Regions from separate parts of the Triticum aestivum genome. Here region 1 is linked to region 2. The links are chromatin contacts, called in public Hi-C maps. All regions are on one chromosome and are shown on one strand. The core of a region is the stretch at or near the end of the contact, and the rest is flanking DNA. Distances in the headings are between cores, read along the strand shown. Region 1 holds the start of LOC123092941. Region 2 has its middle 230 kb from the start of LOC123092941.

Region 1 (3,661 bases), core at 33-2,532, 230 kb before region 2:
GATGTGCTCCATGAAGGTGGTGAAGGGCACCCGGAAGCTGGGGGAGGGCTTGTAGCAGCAGTAGTCGACGAGGAAGACGGGCCTGGGGCGCGACATGAAGTAGACGGTGGCGACGAAGACGACGAGGAAGGCGGAGCAGAGGATGTGCACGAGGTCGAGGTCGAGGGAGCGCCAGAGCGTGAGCAGCTCGCCGGGGCCGAGGCGCGCCAGCTCGATCGCCGTGGCCGCCATGACCGGCACCAGCAGCAGCGTCAGGAAGTGGTTCACCAGGTACTGGTACCCCAGCTTCACGTACTTGAGCTTCACCGACCCGGCGAAGCCGCTCCCCAGCGCGCTCGGCATGACCGGTCCGTCGATCGGTGCTGCTACTTAGGCCTCTAGCCCGGCCCGCGCCCGCACGTCACGGCTCGCTCCCTGGCCTTCCGTCCCGCCGTGCACCACTGGCAGAGCTGCCTGCCTGCCTGTTTCTGCGGCGCACCGCTGGGCTGGGGTTGGTGCTACGCGCACGTACACGTCTCCTGGTGCTGGCTGGGTGTGGGGTTGGAGATGCCGGGCGGAGCGGTTGCGGTTGCGGACTTGCGGTTGCAGAGGAGGTGGTGGCATGGTGGGGTTTTAATAGAGTGGCGGGGCGGAGGGAAGGACCGGGGCAGATGGGTAGTTTAAATGAGGAGACTGGCTACCGCCACCAACCGGAGCGCGAGTTCGGCTTGGATGGATGGCCACTGGGGGCGCCTGCTTGCTCGCACTCACACACGGGCACGGGACCTTGTGCTGCGTGCGACTACAGTCTTCGTCCTGGGCCGGGATCGCTTTCTGCAGCCTCCGCGCCGTTTCCATCGGCCTTCTGCTCGGTAGAGTGACGGTTAACGCCAATGCTTCAACGCGGATCGTTTCGTTTTACGAGGCCCCTGAAATTTTACTGTTATTGTTAGAACATCTACAACCGGACATTTCAAACCCGCCTCATACGTCTGGACGGACCGTCCGGTCACTGTCCGATCTTGATTTTTTGATCCAGATGGGCCCCTCAAACGACCGGTCTGACCGGCACCCTTCATATCCAGCCCAAATATGGGGCGGATATAGGGGAAACCCGCCGGTTTGACAAACGCCGCGGTGTGAACGCCGCGTGGCGAAGCTCTGGCTCACCGCCCAAGGCCATAGCCGGCTATTTAAGCCGGCCGGCGCCACCAGCCCTAGCACATCTGCATCCGGATGGTGAAAAAGAAAATAAGGAGTGCCCGCGGACGTTTGAGGGCCCGGATTTGTAAAGTCCGGATGTAGATGTTCTTAGATGGACGTGGAGTAATTGGTCCCGAGCACACATGTGCCCGATATCTCCTCCGTTCGCTAATGCATGTGGATGTGGGCCAATAGTTTATACGGTGCGTTAAGGGCAGCTCGTAAAAGCGGACTGCAGTGAAATACGTATGCGTCAGAGGCGGTTCGTGGGCCGGGCTAGCAGCGTGGGCGGACGGGTTTCTGGGCGGCCGTCGACCGCCGACGAGGTGAGCCGTGGATCAGGTTCTCGATTTCCGTCTGCTCCGTGGCTCAGAAAAGTCGCTGCTCCACGCATTGAATGCAAGGTGTGTCTGTTCTTCCCCAACGCGGCCGTCATTTTGGAGATTCAGAGGCAAGGAGGGGAGAGAGTGGAAGAACAGGCGACCGACAGGATGGATTTCCTCATGCAATCAGGAGGTATGTCGATCCGATGCTACTAATCGACCTTGTGTGTTTTCCAGTGTCGAGTTCTAGCGGTTAAGCTTTTGTGATTTGTCTCTCCCAGATCCAATCGGATTGAGGAGGTTGGGGGAGAGTCTAGTGCTGGAAGGGTTGCCGGCACATGGCGCCAGGCGGACAGTGGTCAAGTTGACGCTGCAGGAGGCCACGGGCGTGAGCGCCAAAGGGCGGATCTGCGGCGTGGCTGAAGCGGCGGCAGTGGCAAGGGGCAGCGGCAGTGACAAGGGGCAGCCCGCCTCTGACTTCCGAGCTGTCGACGGGGAAGATGAATCCTCAGGCTCCTCGTTGGAACAAGAGGTCAGTGATAACATTAAACTTAGCAATCAAACGAAAATTTTCATTAGTATAATATTTCCATGCTTCGTAAGGTCATATAGTTTGGTTGAATTTCCGGGTGTCCATGGTGCGAGACGAATTGGTGTGCAAAGTGAAAACTGTCTGTTCTCAATTGAAGTTAAATTCAGCATTGCTATAAAGATTTACAGTACTCTAATTTCATGCTTTCTAATGTCATGCAGTTTGGTTGAATTTCTGCTGGGAGTACTCTGTGACATGAATTAGCGTGCAAACTCACTGTTCTGAATTGAAATAAATTCAACATTGCTATGAAGATTTACGGTACTATATTTTCATGCTTTGTAAGGTCATACAGTTTGGTTGAATTTCTGCTGGGAGCACTCAATGGTTTGATAGGAATTAGTGTGCAAACTGTCTGTTTTGAACAGTTAATTTCATCTCTCAGTTCAGTAGTTTCATGTGCAGCTTGATATTCAGTGGGTTAAATTGTTTGACACAATAATTGAAACTGCTTTTAGGTTGAGGATTGGAGCTTCTGCCCCAAGCTTGACACCTTGCTCACCCCGCGTAAGCGCTTTTGAGAAGGCAGTTAGGGTCTTCGTAGAAAACCCAACTGAAGATGAGCCGTGGCTTGTAATTTGGCGGTGGTAATCTGGTTCGCGGACCAGGAAATTCACTCTCTGTTAGGTGGATGGCTTGAATCATTCACTGCAGGCCGGTGGCTCCCCGACTGCGGTATCCAAATCCATTTCCAGTCAGCGGGGTGCTGCAGCGCACATGACTCCATTCCAGCGATGGAGTTCCTAATGCAGCCAATTAGAAGGTAAGATGAATCCATGGATTTGTCAAGCTAGCTGACTTGCTAAACTGTTGTTGAGATTTATGTTCTGATTTGGGTCTCCTTGCGCGTTCTGTTGGCTTGTCAGGTATCCTATTGTGGAGGAGGTGAGTGAGAGTGAGCAGGAGATGAATCTGCCAGCAAACAGGGCGGTGGCGACTTTCCCGATAGTGGATGAACCGTCGGCGGCCTATCCACGCAGATGTGTGAGTTACAGACTGCCGTGTTGGGAAGACGGAAGAGCCCGTCGCAGCAATCTGAACTATCAACTGGTAAGATGAACCTGCAGGCGCTGTGATGGTCTAAAAGGTGCGCGCGTGTAAGCTTAGATTGGATCTGAATTTATTGAGAATGCTTGAATGAAATTGTAGTAGAATGCATAGATCTATCGATGCAGTGACATTCATTCGGTAGCATGAGAAATTGTCTACATGGCACTTTTAGAGCATGTTTGTATTAATAATTGACACACTGTACTAGTTGAAATTAGCTCATGATTGAGCAATTCTGAAGAAAAAGAAGTACATGCCGTTCGGACAATTTGTCAGTTTGAAAAACCATAACCAGAGTGTGATCTTAGCTGGCGTCCTGGTACACGATGAGACCGTGTAGAGTTTTGAGTGGTTTTTTACTGAATTCCTGAGGATTATGGGACCTGTAGCACCAAGGACAATCCTAACAGGTATGTTGATTAAGGACATTTCTTAAAAAGAGTACTTGAAGATGGTGCTGGTAGTATGATGATATGATTGTTTCTTGTTTTTGTTCATGTGCAGACCAGAATCG
Region 2 (3,326 bases), core at 361-2,860:
GGGACTTCCCTGCATTGTACCCACTGATGTATATGCCTGGACTTCGTACAGTGTATAACACCAGCAGCAGCTGGTGGCATAGGAATACTACTATTCCTAGTATTAACTGCAAGTCAAATTGTGGTTAGGCGTCGCTGAGGTTTGGTTGTTGGGTAAGGTGATCTGACAGTTTGGATGCCCTAATTCCACAAACTTCGTGGTCAGATACATCACCTCGACTAATTACTATCTGAAGTTGAAGCCTATCAATCCCATTTGCGTGGGGAACCGCCAACTGCTACAGGTCTTATTATAGTACTTACTGGCTAAAGTATGAGTTAAGAAAAGGTTGCGGGGAGATGTAGGTGTTTGTTTCTTACAGTGTAGTACATGCTAATGATTCGTAGGTCTAAAAAAGGTGTAAAATTGTGCATGGTTGTTGAGGGGGTGTAGAAAGTAACATGCACCTGTCACCTAGATATGAGGTTGGTGTTTGGTTATCTAGCCCGGTGCCCCACCTGTCATAGGCAAACCAGACTTGATTTGGCTTGCAGCAAAATAGACTAACTCGATATATTTATAGACCAACTCTGTCATCACTCTCTTTCTTTCTTTTTTGCAAATGCAAACGTACATCTGTCATATATATACAGTTGATCAAAGTCTGGAAAACGTCGTTTGTCATATGGAGTGTATCCCTCGAGCATTAATGTTTTACAAACTTTTTCATATATAAGCGGTGAGGTCCAGCTGTGTGTGGACGGCCGTGACGATGTGGAAGGCGGCGACGTGGGTGGCCATGGCTCTGGCCTACCGGCCCGCGCTGTATTTTGTTCTGGCTGGAATCGCCATCCATCAATTGAAAATGCAGTTACATATCGCCGATTGTGTGCAAGAAAAACGAGTGCTTCCAACTCTGATAGTAGCCATTACTGCCGCTGACAAGGAGATAAATTAACAGCCTCTGAGATGGACTGCAATCTAGCAGCAGTGTATATATTTACGCCAAATTACACAAATATTCAACTTAATTAAACGCGTGGCTTGTCAGGCTAATAAGGCAAAAAGGGCGCTTTTAAAACTGAAAGCAAGCTCGCGCAACTGCGTCAGCTACTTGCAGTTGAGCCAACCGCGTCGTAATCCGTCTTTCAATAACCACCACGTGCATGCTGGTCAGCCAAATCAACCAGATAGATGCTCCGTGCGCAACCTGGTATGTAGTAACTCCGATCCGGTGCACGTACGTACGTATTCTACGTGTCGCGCCGCCGCGCACGATCGAGCTCACGTACGCGCGTCACCGGCGATCTATCTAGATTCTCAAGTGGCTGGCGGGCCGTTTTGTATTTGCGCCGGCGACTTGGTCGACGGGACAACTCCGTATGGCGCCGGCCGGCCCTGGGCATTTACTACATGCGCTCATCCGTCCATGCATGCCCATTGACGGGGCTGCTACGCGTATGATGGATGATCGAGTGTCGTCGCTGGCACGAGACGAGAGTTTGTGTTGGACAAGCAAGTCCGTCGAGATTGATCGTCAAACGCCTTATCGTCACGAGGGACGGGTGGGAGGGCGATGCCGTAAGCAAAGTCAGCGATGTCAAACACCATGATCACGACGTGCGGTTGGGAGCAAGGGAGGATCGTGTGGACGTCATCGGGTCAATGAGGAAGTCGGGGACGATCGTGTGGAGTGTGGTGGCTGTTCTGCTACCGGAATGTTGTTGGCGGTTAAGGCCGGCCAGCCGGCCGGCCTATTCACTGCGCTTCGCTATATCACGATAGTGCCGTGCTGAATCACCGGTGTGTACAGTGTCACCGTCGGAGTCAACAGGCGAGATGAGAGCGTCTAGGAATAGGATTAAACATTTGCTAGGGTAGGGTATGTGTCCATCGCTGTCGGTGCCGAGCACGTCCCGCGTCTCGGATTTTATGTGTAAATGGTAGTAGGAGAAGGAGCTAATAAAAAGCAGCTGTCAGATTTTATGGTCGCGGTTACGCGTCGATCGCTCCGGCTCCGCGGTGTAGTTGCCGCCGTACCGATGTCTCATCTTTCATACGATACGACCTCTCGGCAGTTGCCAACGGCCGGCGACGAGGACGTGCGTGCGTAAGCGGCGGAAAGCTCGAGCAAGCAACCTGCGCAAGGACACGCATGGAGGCGGCCAGTTGTGCGCCCGCCGACAAGAATTGGTTGGAGGCTCGGGATCACAAGAGACACGAAAAGCGGAGCCAGGCGGGCGTGTGCAGGTGCCAGTGGCGAATGGTGGCGCGCCGGACGGGGAGACGGATGGCTCGCTCGGCACGCTATTGGAGCGTACATCCATGACCGGTGACCGATGACGGATGATGTGCGGTTGTTGGTATGGCCGTTGGATATCGGCGGGCGCCGACGGCCGTCGACACATCTGGACGCCTCGCGCTGTTGCGCGGCAACGGAAGGAGATGGCCGGGGTTGCTTGACGGGCGGAGATGCGCGCTGCACCTATATCTCGCTTAGTATTTTCTTTTGAGCGGTATATCTCGCTTAGTGCGAGAGCACCTTTCCTCTCGCTCAAGCTTTTGCCCCGCGTTGTAGCGACTGGGCCAGCCTATTTTTGTCTCTCTTTTTTTTTCCTTCGCTGGTTCGTTCGCCTTGCTCGGTGGGTTTGTTCATTCCGGGCTTTTTCGTCCCTTTTATTTTACTTTCTTTTTGCTTCGTTTCTTCACTTTATTTTGGTTTTTAAGTCTAAAAAAACTTTATTTTGGTATTTCTTTCATTTGCTTTCATTTTCTTCCTTCCTTTCCTGGTTTCACCAGTATTATTTTCTTTATTTTTATTTATTTCTTTTTTGGGTTTCATTTGGTATTTTGTTTTCCTTTCTTTCTTTCTTTGGTTATTCTTTATTTATTTCTTTGTATTCATTTTTTTTGGTTTTCTTTGCTTTCATTCTTTTGAATTGGTTTCTTCATATTTTTATTTTATTGAAATATTTTTGTTTTCCTTTTGTTTTTATTGGGTTTCTTCATTTTTTTTCCAAAGTGTCTTTTTTTCACATATGTTATCTTTTTTGTACACATTCAAAAAAAATCTTATACATCTAAAACATTTTCATATGCTCCCTATGTTCCTAAATTTAAGCCTTTTTAGAGATTTCAATGTGGACTACATACGGAGCAAAATGAGTGAATCTACACTCTAAAATAGGTCTATAAACACCCGTATGTAGTCCATATAGAAGTCTCTAAAAGGTATTATATTTACAAATAGAAGGAGTACATGTATGACATTTTCAAATACATGATCAATTTCCTTTTTGAGTACTTATATTTTTTATGTATATTTTTTGTACATTTTTGGTATATAT

Evidence for each region. A called contact is a pair of places that touch in the nucleus more often than the background predicts.
Region 1: a contact with region 2 is called in a Hi-C map of leaf, with 5 times the contacts expected there. The contact joins the promoter of LOC123092941 here to the enhancer-like site in region 2. A contact is called at or near these places in 3 of 5 Hi-C or Micro-C datasets (all in leaf) and 1 of 1 datasets of contacts at active chromatin or transcription factors (leaf).

What each region holds. Positions count from the first base shown.
Region 1 is chr4B:502,113,616-502,117,276 of IWGSC CS RefSeq v2.1, reverse strand. It overlaps LOC123092941, which reads left to right and starts at 1,282. Exons shown (of 6, transcript XR_006444946.1): 1 at 1,282-1,698; 2 at 1,787-2,037; 3 at 2,259-2,358; 4 at 2,556-2,860; 5 at 2,964-3,661. It overlaps LOC100270666 (3-ketoacyl-CoA synthase 6), which reads right to left and starts at 616. Exons shown (of 2, transcript XM_044514797.1): 1 at 1-616. The coding sequence starts at 342.
Region 2 is chr4B:501,886,080-501,889,405 of IWGSC CS RefSeq v2.1, reverse strand. No RefSeq gene overlaps it. Among protein-coding and RNA genes, the nearest start is that of LOC123092941, 230 kb to the left of the region's middle. Within about 2 kb of position 1,610, at least 2 of the 8 cell types and tissues checked have an H3K27ac peak or open chromatin away from gene starts, as enhancers often do. A contact at or near this core is called in leaf, where this site is marked.